Regions from separate parts of the Mus musculus genome. Here region 2 is linked to region 1. Evidence: chromatin contacts called from public HiChIP or PLAC-seq data. All regions are on one chromosome and are shown on one strand. The core of a region is the stretch at or near the end of the contact, and the rest is flanking DNA. Distances in the headings are between cores, read along the strand shown. Region 1 holds the start of Flnb (filamin, beta). Region 2 overlaps Pxk (PX domain containing serine/threonine kinase).

Evidence for each region. HiChIP or PLAC-seq counts read pairs in DNA pulled down with a chosen protein or histone mark.
Region 2: an H3K4me3 HiChIP or PLAC-seq map of embryonic stem cells shows a contact between it and region 1, with 20 read pairs. The contact joins the enhancer-like site here to the promoter of Flnb in region 1. A contact is called at or near these places in 2 of 39 promoter capture datasets (cranial neural crest and maxillary cranial neural crest), 1 of 115 datasets of contacts at active chromatin or transcription factors (embryonic stem cells) and 2 of 9 other capture datasets (adipose tissue and liver).

Annotation. Positions count from the first base shown.
Region 1 is chr14:7,815,147-7,821,140 of GRCm38.p6, forward strand. Flnb (filamin, beta) reads left to right here and starts at 2,811. Exons shown (of 46, transcript NM_134080.1): 1 at 2,811-3,297. The coding sequence starts at 3,006.
Region 2 is chr14:8,137,818-8,143,771 of GRCm38.p6, forward strand. Pxk (PX domain containing serine/threonine kinase) reads left to right here. Exons shown (of 18, transcript NM_145458.4): 7 at 173-247; 8 at 2,825-2,929; 9 at 3,626-3,727. Among named protein-coding and RNA genes, the nearest start is that of Pdhb, 32 kb to the right of the region's middle. Within about 2 kb of position 2,359, at least 29 of the 459 cell types and tissues checked have an H3K27ac peak or open chromatin away from gene starts, as enhancers often do. A contact at or near this core is called in embryonic stem cells, where this site is marked.

The DNA of each region.
Region 1 (5,994 bases), core at 1,561-4,060:
GTTTTAGAGACAGAGTCTTGCTAAGGCTAGCCAATGCTGATCTCAAACTCTCAATCCTCTCCCTCTTTGAAATTCAAGGCAGACAGAGGTCTCTAGTAAGTGTTTTAAAGAACAACCCAAAGATGAAGTGCCCCTGTCACCATATCCTGTGGAGGGGAGGTCTGTGGCATCCCGTTGTTCCCCATTCACAGGTGAGGCTGACTTTGACCACAGAGTAAGGGGGATGCTTGCCAGCTTCTTCCACCAACAAGCAACACTGTGCTTGTTACACAGGACCTCAGTCACTGAGTTCACCTCCAACTTGAAATCTGAATTTTACAAATATTAATTTAATTGACTTTAAAAAATTCTAAGGCCACTGTGATATACATGCTGGCAATCTTAGCACATAGGAGGTGGAAACAGGAGGATCAAAAGTTCAAAGGCCATCTTGGCTACATGAGGAGTTTGAGGCTCACATGAACTATATGAGACCCTGTTTGGGGGAGGGGAGCTGCACACGACTGAGCACACTGCAGAAAAGAAAATACCTCTCCCAGGCTGGCGGGATGGCTCTGCGGGTAAGAGCACTGACTGCTCTTCCAGAGGTCCTGAGTTCAATTCCCAGCAGCCACATGGTGGCTCACAACCATCTCTAATGGGATCTGATGCCCTCTTCTGGTGTGTCTGAAGACAGCTAGTGTACTCATAGACATTAAATAAATAAATATACATACAATAAATAAATCTTGAGAAAAGAAAGAAAATGGGTGTATAAGGACTCTGTCTCGCCAACGTAATGTTGGCTATGAATTTGGTTACTGTTTGCTTATGAATCATCCCAGAGGTATTTTATGCACCGACAGGTAATTATATACACATATACAACCTGTATTTATATAGGACCAGAAGCTTTGCCCTATTGTTCTGTACTCGACTGTACGGTTGCATGGTCTAGTGACACCCTGTAGATAGCTGACGTTTCCCTCCAGGAGGAAGGGGTAAGTGAGCCAAGTTCTGTGTGGCAAAGGTCCCCCCACACCCACTCTCAGGAGTTCAATCTGGAGAGATAATTAGATCTGATGTTATGGACAAGGAAAATGGCAAGCAAACGAAAATGAAGTTAAGGATCCAGGTTCGCTCCCTGGGTGTATAAGGACTCAGAAAGCTAAGTCACTAAGATAAACTGTGAGGTGTTCTCCTAGTATTATTACTGTTTCTTCCATACCAAAGGAAAGTATAAAAGCTGGAATGAGAGCAGACACTGGGAGCCTGAACCAGCAGAGGTCAGTGACAAGAGCTTCCTTATAAGGCAGGAAGGACTGTTGGGCTTTCTAGTATCAATCTCCTTGGATTGATATGTTTGCAGTTAATTGCTTTGTGGAAATGAGTAGAGCAAACACCCCACCCAGGGCAGGGACAGGATGTAGATTCTTCAGGCCTGAAATGTCAGGCTGTAGGTCTCACACGATGGGTGTCCCACACCCCAGTTGATTCTGCATGCAGGATGAAGGCTGCCCCCCTCAGTCTGCAAGCACACATCCATCCATTCACCCACTCACTCATCTGTCGTCTACATCTCATATGGCAATTCTACACCAGGTACTCAGCTGTAGTTGAGATCACTCTAGACCTCTTGCTGGGGTATGCAGACCAGCATGGAACAGATATCATTCATGTCAGACACGTATCTTCAGTTTCTTCGAGACCTTAGATCTCCATCTGCTCCTCGACACTGGGGGGCCAGGGGGGAGACAGCCAAGCTGAGCTGAGGGCTACCAGGCTTGGGATGTGGAGAGAAAGGAACTGAATTCTCAGGCAAAGGGAAGAGAAGAGGGACACCGGTCAGTAGGTGCCATGACCCATTTATCCGGCCCTTTCTTGGCCATCATAGTTAAAAAAAATAAAACATAACAAGATCTTCTGGACTAATCAATTTGCCTAATACAGTCAACAGGGTCTTCAAGAGAGTTCTAGGAAGACCTGACTATGGAGAACTGAGGAGATGACAGGGTGAAAAAGGTATCTGTGCCTTGTTTTACCGGCTTTGAAGACAAGAAAGGCATCGTAAGCCAACACATGCACCTAGCGTCTAGAATCTGGCACGGCAAAGGAGCAGATTATTTCCCAGAAGCTCCAGCAAGAAATGCCTTGGGCCAATGAACCCCAGACGGGACATCTAACTTACTGACATGCAAGACAGGAAATCTGTGTTACACCAGCAAAAAACTTCTAATAGCCATAGAAAACAGTTCGTTTTCACTACTGCTACTCAGATGGACGTGGTATTGGACTTTAAGGCTGAGTTCCTTTTCTTTCTTTCTTTTTTGTTTTGTTTTGTTTTGTTTTTGTTTTTTCGAGACAGGGTTTCTCTGTGTAGCCCTGGCTGTTCTGGAACTCACTCTGGAGACCAGATTGGCCTCGAACTCAGAAATCCGCCTGCCTCGGCCTCCCAAGTGCTGGGATTAAAGGCATGCGCCACCACGCCCAGCTCTGAGTTCCTTTTCATTTAGAAATCAACGTGTCTAATTTACGTGCAGACTCTGAGAAAAACACTTTCCTCTCACTGAACCTATAGATGGGTGGCATATTCCCTCTTGACGCAACCATTCCTTCTAGGCTAGTCCCCCGCCTCCTCGTGTGCCCTTATTCTAGGCCTTTCCCAAGTTACTTTCTCCTTGCTGGGCAGTACATCAGGTTGGGGATACTTAGGAAGCACCACCCCACCCTACCCTCCGGCGTAATGCAGGCTTTGGACCGTAGAGGGCGAGCGCAGCTAAGGAGTTCGCTTCTATAGGGTAGAAACGGGGCGGAGCCTCGGGGGCGGGGCGGCGTAGCGCGCAGGCGCCAGGCCAGGCTACTTCGCGCCCGGGGACGGACGAAGGCAGTCCTGATCCTGTTGCGGCTAGTATAGCAGCGCTTTCTAACCCTCTCCCCACTTGCCTCAGTTCCCCTTCCCCGGGCCCTTGGGGCTTTTCATCTCAGTCCCTGCAGCTCGTTGTTTCCGCGTACTCTCTGCCTCCAGGATGCCGGTGACGGAGAAAGACCTGGCGGAGGACGCGCCGTGGAAGAAGATTCAGCAGAACACGTTCACGCGCTGGTGCAACGAGCACCTCAAGTGTGTGAATAAACGCATCGGGAACCTGCAGACCGACCTGAGCGACGGGCTACGGCTCATCGCGCTGCTCGAGGTGCTCAGCCAGAAGCGCATGCACCACAAGTACCATCAGCGGCCCACCTTCAGACAGATGAAGCTGGAGAATGTGTCTGTGGCTCTGGAGTTCCTAGACCACGAAAGCATTAAGCTCGTGTCCATTGGTGAGTGTTGTGGCCAGGCCCTAAATTTGCAGTAATCGGGGGGTATCCGGCAGCGCGCCCCACTGCGCATCGCTTCCCGGGTGTGAGGGAGGGGGAGATGGTCCTGGGATGAGGACCTAGGAACATAGGCCTTTCCGCGGTGCCATCTGTGGGCTGGGACCTGGCGTGATTGCTCGACACGGTGCTCCTGGCGGTGCCGCTGCAGTGTTGGGGTGGGTTAAGCACTCAGACCTTCCAGTCACACCTGGAATTTAATTTGCGGGAACTCCTGGGATTGCTGGGGAAATCGTCTGCTGACCCTAATGACAACGCCGTGGACTCAAGTACCAAATCCCTACTTTACGCTAGCCAGGTGCGCCTAGAGCTGAGTGACCCGCCCGGCTGAAAGGGCGTTGGCTTCGAGTCTGGGCGTGGAGACCTAGGACGCGACCGCGACCGCTCTCTTGCTTAGGATCTCACCACCTAGGTGGAGACGAGGACCTGAGACCCTCCCCTTCTTAGACCGGAATGGGTGTGGGCTCTGAGGTTGGAAGGGGCGTCACAGGGGAATGTCCTCACTTCCTAGCTCTGGCTCAGCGCTGGCCGGTTCCTTCAGGTTGAGATAATTTAGTGGTTGATAATAATTAATGTGTGTAGAAAAGGGCTTGACTGGCGCTGGCTGTGTGGCTCTCTGAGTTATTGACGTCCGGTGGCCTGAGATGTTCTTAGGCCCATTTTACAGAAGAGGGGACGTTTACCGGGCTAATTGACGTTCCCAGGGCCACCTCCAATGTGGTCCAACTTAGAAGTAAAGCAGTCCCCACCCCCTTTTCCTGGGTCTTCCTGAGAGAGTTTGAGTCCTGCTTTTTTCCTCCCGCCTTGGGTGAGAGAATTAAGACCTCGAGTACTTTAGGCTTCTAAAGAGAAAACAGGGCTCTTGAGAATGTGTTTTGTGATGGACAAGGGAGGTGTGTATTATGCCCGGGCTCACTTGTTTGCCCCCGTAGGCATTCGTGTGTGCACATATAGCATCTATTTATGAAAGTTTTTTTTTTCCGTACACAGTGGGTGTGCAAAGTATTATGTAGAGGATGTGTGCACTTCGTGAAAGGGATTCTTAGGGCTGAGGTTTCTTCCTGAGGAAGCAAGGCCATTCTAGTGACTCCAGTGACAGAAAGGAAGGAAGGTGGGTGTGGCTTCTGGGACTTTCTCTAGTGGAAAGGGGTTCCCTCTGGACTGAGCCTCCTCCTGGCCTCGCCCTGGACTTTCCCCACACCTGTGCTGGCAGGTAGATGCGCTTGCTACTTCCTGGGGCCAGGCCGCTAGCTACCAGCCTGCCTCCCAGCAAGCTCTCCCTCCCAGGGGTGGGTTCTCAGTGGAGGAAGCTGCCAGGGGTGCATCACATGGGGGGTGGGCATCTCTTTTATTGAGGAGGGAGGACCTCAGAATTCTACAGGAACTCTACTTTCCTATGAAGAGTGATTTTCAAAGCCTGCCTGGCTGAGCTGGACTTGCCTTCATCCATTGTTTTAAATGCTATATGTATTTCATTAACTCAACAAAGAAAATTAAATTAAACCAGGAGTTAAACCTGACAGAACTGCTTTTAGAAGAAGAAGAAGGAGAAGGAGGAGGAAGAGGAGGAGGAGGAGGAGGAGGAGGAGGAAGAGGAAGAGGAGGAGGAGAAGGAGAAGGAGAAAAGAAAGAAAAGAAATCACAGCCCCAGAAAATCAAGGACTTCCTAATTGACTAGCTGTTTACTCGTGGGCTGCTGCTCCCAGCCATGCTCCTCCAAGCTTGTGGGTCTCATTCTGGCCTTGCCTGGTGGTCCCTCACAGTTTTCTAATTGGTCCTCATGATTTCCACTCGAACCTGCTGAGGCCTGAGCCCCCCATTGCCTAACATCTCACAGTTATCTTCCATTCATCTGTTACCCATGGCCAGCTGTGTCAGTAGTCCTTCACAAGTTGTACTGTTTGATTTGTCTCTTTAAAATACTTCTTGGATCATATTCCCCAGAGTAGTATTCCTAGGTTAGAGGGTGTGACCACATACAACTCCTCCCTAGCCTCCCTATTGCTTTCCAGAAAGATCTCTCAGCAAACAGGTTTTCCAGCCTCTGGAGACCTATCCATCTTGCCAGGGGCCCAGACTGCTGCAGGAAGAAATGGAGCCTAGGCCTAGGGATAGATGTCATAGGTAATGACCAGCCCAAAAAAAATGTCATCTGGCTTGGACCTTGGTTCGCGTGTGTTGTCTTGTGCTTGCCATGACAGTTTTTACTAGGGCCACCCACTGTATGTTCTGTTGACTGTTCCCATTGAATAGCCAGGATAATCAATCAATTGATATCAATTAATGTCCTTCTGATAATGATCTTCTCTAACAGTCCCCTAGAGGGTCAGGCAGGGGTTGAGTTCTGTCCTAGGCTGCCACATGTTACTTAGAAAGCAGTTGCTGTTGTTAATGATGCTGTTGTTAGTATTAGTGTTTCCTACTTAAAAAGACAGGAAACAGAAATGAACCAAATTCTAGAGGCAACAGGGCTAGGAAGCCCACGGAGCCCAGAATGCATGATTGCCAAGCTATTGAATTTGAACTTCGAGTGGATTTCTTTCTAGTGTCAGAGAGCCAATACAGCCTCCCTTCCTCTTCCCTGCATAGAAGGGTTGGTAGAGCTTACTTACACTTTGCAGTTCCAGGGTGTTGAAGCTGGAT
Region 2 (5,954 bases), core at 1,109-3,608, 320 kb after region 1:
TGCACACACCACCTCTCCAGAAAAGGCCTAGAAGCAGCAAGCTTAATATGATTTCTGTCTTTGGTTTATAATTAAGAACTGGAACAAATAAAGTTAGGGGAAAAGACATGAGGAATTTTTCTTGCAGTGAGTAAAGTGCTAAAGTGCTCTGGTATTTCTTCTGCATTTCCAGGCTGATCTTGGCCCAGACAAGTACTTGTCAGATAAAGATTTTCAGTGTCTAATCAAACTTCTGCCTTCCTGTGTGGTAAGTACAAGTCCTCCCGCTGCCTCACTGCTGCTCAGGGTCAGTGTTCTCTTGAGGGTGAACCTAGATAGGAGACCTGGAAAATACTCTGTGGTCTCAAGAAAATGAAAAGGAACAGTGGCTTTTCACTCAGACCAGAAGTGTGCAGGCTAGTCCCACAGATGTGACGTCCTTTACGCCAGTGTTGGTGACATCTTGGCCCATTAATGATAGCTGTTTAAATGCAGTCTGTATTTTAATCACATATCAGAGTAAGATAGAGACACTTTTCTGAACCTCTTGCTCTTATTGAGCATTTTATCAGTGGGACTCCAAGATCTCTTTCTAGAAGGACACTAACTTCTCAGGGGCTAGGTAAGCTGGGCGAGAGGATGACAAAAGGAGCCACTTTGCTGTCTGAGCTACTTTCCACAGGCTAATGAGCTGGCTTAGAGAGACATGCATTGCTTGGACTAATGGACAGTCCTAATTTAAGGCCTTGGTTGGAAGAACCCACACTGATAGACTTACTTCGTACAGAGTGTCTCAGTAAAGACTGGAGTTTGGCCTATGGCTGGGTTAGTGTTAATTACCTGTTTTCCATACACCAGAATTAATTGCTTTATGGAGTGGCTTGTCCATCGCATTCACCTTTGAATTCATCTTGTTAAAGCAATAAGGCCATGATTTAATGAGGTGTGATCTACATCCAAGAAAAATGCTATGGTCTCGAGTTTGAGTGGTTGTATGATAGGCATTCAAGAACCCAGATTTTTGTTGCTGTTATTTGCAGTAATTGAGTTTGAATCAAGAGCTTTGTATATGCTAGGCAGATGCTCCACCACTGAACTATGCCCCCACCTGTCATTTATCTTTTATTTTAAGATAGGGTTGCACCAAGTTCCCCAGGTTGTCATTGAGCTAACTCTGTGACCCAGGCTGGCCTTGGACTTTTGATCTTCCTGCCCCTGTCTCATAACTCTGGTATTATAGGTTTGAACCACCAGGCACAGTTAGCACCCAGATTTAAAATTACTCATAATGAATGTTTAAAAAAAAAAGACAAGAACAAGAAAGAAGGAGCTGGAGAGACGGCTCAGAGGCTAGGACGCTTGTTCTTGCAGGATACCTGGGTTTGATTTTGAGCATCTACATGGTAGTTCACAGCAATCCGTAATTCCAGTTGTCACGCTTTGCCACTGTCCCCCGTGGGCAGCGGATACATATATAATGTGCATATATACCTGTAGGAAAAATACTCATACTTTATAAAATAAATAAATCCAAAAAAATTAAAACAAAAACAAAACCAACAGCAGTGCTACTGTACCAGTATTGGAGGCAGAGGTAGGGGGGTTACAAAATCAAGACCAACCTGGACAACATAGTGAGACTTTGCCTCAAATAACAAAAACAGCCCCACCCCCATATCCCAACATAGTGCATATAAGAAATACACATTAAGCCAGATGGTAGTGGTGCACTCTTTTAATTCCAGCACCAGGGAAGCCAAGGTAGGGTCTCAGAGTTTCAGGCCAGCCTCATCTACAGAGCAAGTACCAGGACAGCGAAGGCCTACACAGAGAAACCCTGTCTTGGAAAAAAAATATCAGTAAAACAACAACAAAGATATGCACCTTAGCTGGGCTTGGTGGCTCAGTCCTCAAGCAACTCCTTCTAGGTAATGGATTCACATTGGCCCGTTTGCACGTCAGATCTCAGACATATTTTGAATATGTCCTGGTGATAATCCAAGTAAGCTCTTGGATTAGGACTGTGCATTAGAATAAGTAATGAACGTTTCCCCAGGCCAGCGAGTTAGCCTGACAAAGGCAGCTCAGACAGCAAAGGGCTCTTTGTCATTCGCCCGCTCAGGTTACCTAGAGCCTGAGCAGTCAGTCAGGCTTCTTGTCCATGTAACCAAAGTTCCAGGTTTTAGGAGCACATTAAGTCTTTAAAGAATTTGTCTACCTACCTTGCTGGCTGGCATTTGGGTCCCAGCTGCGGAAGACACTGAATCCGCCGCATACTGCAGACTTGTGTAGGAAGTCAGGGAAGTCCACGCTTTGCCTTCCATACCAAAGCACGCTGCTCATGCAGCTCCCAAGTGGATATGCTCCCTGCCTTGGCATCCAAGCAGCAGTGTGGAGTAAGCGGCAAAGCTGTGAGCAGAGACACACTTGGCCTGCTCTCCCACGTAGCTGCTCTGACTGCTGAGCGACTGTTGATTGAGTTCTTTATTGGCTCTTAATTAAAACTCAGCCCTTTTCTTCTCTGCCACCGCGGTTTTGCCTGAAATCTGGATGCACAGAGCAGAGTGAGGGGGCTTTCAGAGACCTCTCATGAGGGGCTTAGCCAAGCAAGGCCTCAGGTGTGGAGCTTGCCCCTCCTTCTTGTCACTTCTCCCCTCCTCCCATCCGAGGGAGAGGAGCTAGTGGATCCTCTAGTCACTTAAAAGTAGCCTGAGTTCAGGAAGTGGCACATCTGCATAAAACTAAACCAGCCACGGGTGCTTGCCTCTCCGGAAAGAGAACATGAATCTAAAAGGCCCTAGATTCTGGTGTAAAGTAACCTGAATTTCTTCTTTTGTTTTGGCAGCACCCTTACATCTATCGGGTCACCTTTGCCACGGCTAGCGAGTCCTCCGCATTGCTGATTAGAGCCTTTAATGAGAAGGGAACTTTGAAGGATCTGATCTACAAGGTACCACTTATAAATCAAGCTGGTCAAGCTTATAGATTTCTTCAGTCCCTTTAGAATCCGTTTTGATGCTTGATATATAAATTTCCAAAAGTTAGGCCCCATGAAATTTTAAAAAATAATTTTCCTCAAGATTATAATTAAGTCGTTTCCCCCCTTAAGCCCCATGAACTTTAATTTTTACATTTTAAGCATAGCATGGTGAGATCCCATGTTCTTGGGAGACTGGCCAGGAGGCTTATGAATTTCAGTCTAACCTGGGTCACATAGTCCCTATCGCAAAAACAAACGGACACAATTAGATCTGATTCGGAAAGACTAGTTTGCTTGAATAGCATGTCTTTCCCATGAGCAGAAGTGGGTGTCTGTCTATTACATGGTAGGCTGCTCTGATGGTGAGTTTGCAAGTTTATACTTTGCATGGAGCAGAGCAGTCCTGGGAAATTCCTACAGTAGGCAAGACTCGGGGATGGCCTAGGGTGAGATGCAGTGTGTCGTCCCTTGGGTACAGGAGAACTAGAGCTCAGACCAGGCTCTTTACCTCAGCTGCAGACTATTGGGTTAACAGCACCAGACCCCATATCCTGTGTGCTGGGGCCCCTGGCTGACTCCTCCTAGAGTCTTTCCTAGCTTTTCAGGAAGCCTGTGGTAAACATTGCCTCCTCTAGCTCTTTATGCATGGTTGATTCTTTTCTAAAGGCAAAACCAAAGGACCCCTTCCTAAAGAAATACTGCAACCCTAAGAAAACCCAGGGCCTTGAACTCCAGCAAATAAAAACATATGGGCGGCAGATATTAGAGGTAAGAGATTTTTGATTTTACTTAAGTTGTTGTTTTAGTTCAGGTGTTATTTCTGTGAAGAGACACTATGACCATAGCAATTCATATAAAGGAAAACATTTAATTTGGGGCTGGCTTACAGTTTGAACAGCTTAGTTCTTTATCAGCACGGCAGGAAACATGATGGCATACAGGTAGACATGGTGCTAGAGAGGGACTGTCCTTACTTGGTGTAGCTTGAGCATATGAGACCTCAGAGCCCATCCCCACATTTCTGCAACAAGGCCACACCTCCTATTCAGACAACCACAGCTGCACTCATATTTCACCAAGAATTACAATTTTAAAAAAGATTTATTTTATTGTGTGTATGTGTCTGCTATATGTGTTGGGGCTGCTGCAGAAGCCAGAAGAAGGTGACAGATTCCCTCACGCTAGAGTGACAGGTGGTTGTGAGCTATCCAGTACGGTTATCAGGAGCCAGACTTAGGCCTTTTAGAAGAACAAGTGACCTTTTTCTGTAGCCTCCTAGAATGACAAATTTCTTAATGGGAAAGTTCTTTTGTACTTTCCAAAATCAGAGACATTGTCGTATTATCTATAGCTTGATATATACTGATATAACTTGATATATTATACTGGATATCATTGCTATATTTTCCCCCAACAAACAAATATTTGATATAAAGGTGACAGTAATTTAGATCTATAAAATTCCAAAAGTTTGGCTGTTAGGTCATCTTTTGGGTTATTTGGCTGATCTTTATCTCTGTGCCAAGATTTGTTTGTAAGCTTCAGTTTCATTGTCTGAATGTGGAGATATAAGCCATGCGGTGTGAGGTCCCTTTACTTAGGGTCCAGGGACTGAACTCGGGCCATCAGGCTTCGATGACAAACATTGCCAGCTACTGATCTGCTGGGACATCTATATATATATATATGTTTGGATTTTTTTGTTTTTTGTTTTGCTTGTTTGTTTTTGAGACAAGGTCTTACTGTGTAGCTCTGACTGGCCTGGAAGGCACTGCATAGACCCAGGTTGATCTCAGATTCAGAGACCTGCCCTGCCTCTGCATGCTAGGGATCAAAGGCATGTGCTGAGATCCCTGACTCCATATGTCTTCTTTACGGAACTATGAAGGCCTGCTCCCATTTGGGTTGGAGATAGAGCTCAAAGGAGAGTGTGTTCTTATTATTCCAAGGCACAAAGTGATCTTCAACACTAAGAGAGAAACAGAGGTGAAAGAGAGGCAGGAAAGAGTGCCAGCTTTGTCCATGTCGTCCTCTCTACATAATTTCTCTAGGCTTCTTGGATTTCACAACCCCATCAGTAGAGAGTTAAGCATACCCTAATCCCATGTTCTTTATATCCATCCATCCATCCATCCATCCATCCATCTAGATATCTATATATAAAGATATAGCTTCATACATACATACATACATACATATATACATACATAACGTGTTTTTGTGTAGGGATACACTTGTGTTCTTATTATTCCAAGGATACACTTGTGTATACACACACACACACACACACACACACACACATGTGGAGGCCAGAAGTCAACAGCAGGTGTCTTTCTGTTGTCCTGGAACTCATTTTGTAGACCAGGTTGGCCTTGAACTCAGAAATCATCCTGTCTCTGCCTCCTGAGTGCTGGGATCAAAGATGTGCACCACAATGCCCGGTAAGATTTCTTAAAGGATGGCATTTTAAAGCTCTAGTCCCCAGGTCCTTGTGGGGACGTATCAGGTATCTTTTGCTGAGTCGCTGTTTATCTTAATGGAAGTTGAGAAGTTTGCTTTTGTAGAGGGCAGAATTCTACTTTGTATAGTGTTGAACAGGAGAAGTTCTCTCCTTAGCCCCTTTCCCTCCGTGGTTGACACAGACACTGGTGCCATAGCTTTATGAAATCCACGCAGGTGGAACAGGACAGCCTCAGAAAAGAGCTGGCTGCTGGGACCAGAAAGTTCCCAAATCAGAGCCTTTGGGCATCAGAGCTCTTCCCTCCAACCTAATTCCCTTCACTTGGGAAAAGAGGAAACTCGATGGTGTGCCCGACAGTCTCACAGCTGTGAGACAGTCTGTATCATCATTCTTTTTTCCAACGAACTCATCAGAGTTGGCATTTTTGGGGGGTGGGGATCTCTTCAGTGGCCTGCTGGATTTCATTTTACAGTAATTAGGTTTTGCTTGGGAGTTAACTCTTAGCCTCCTGCATGTTGAGACAACTGCGGCCGA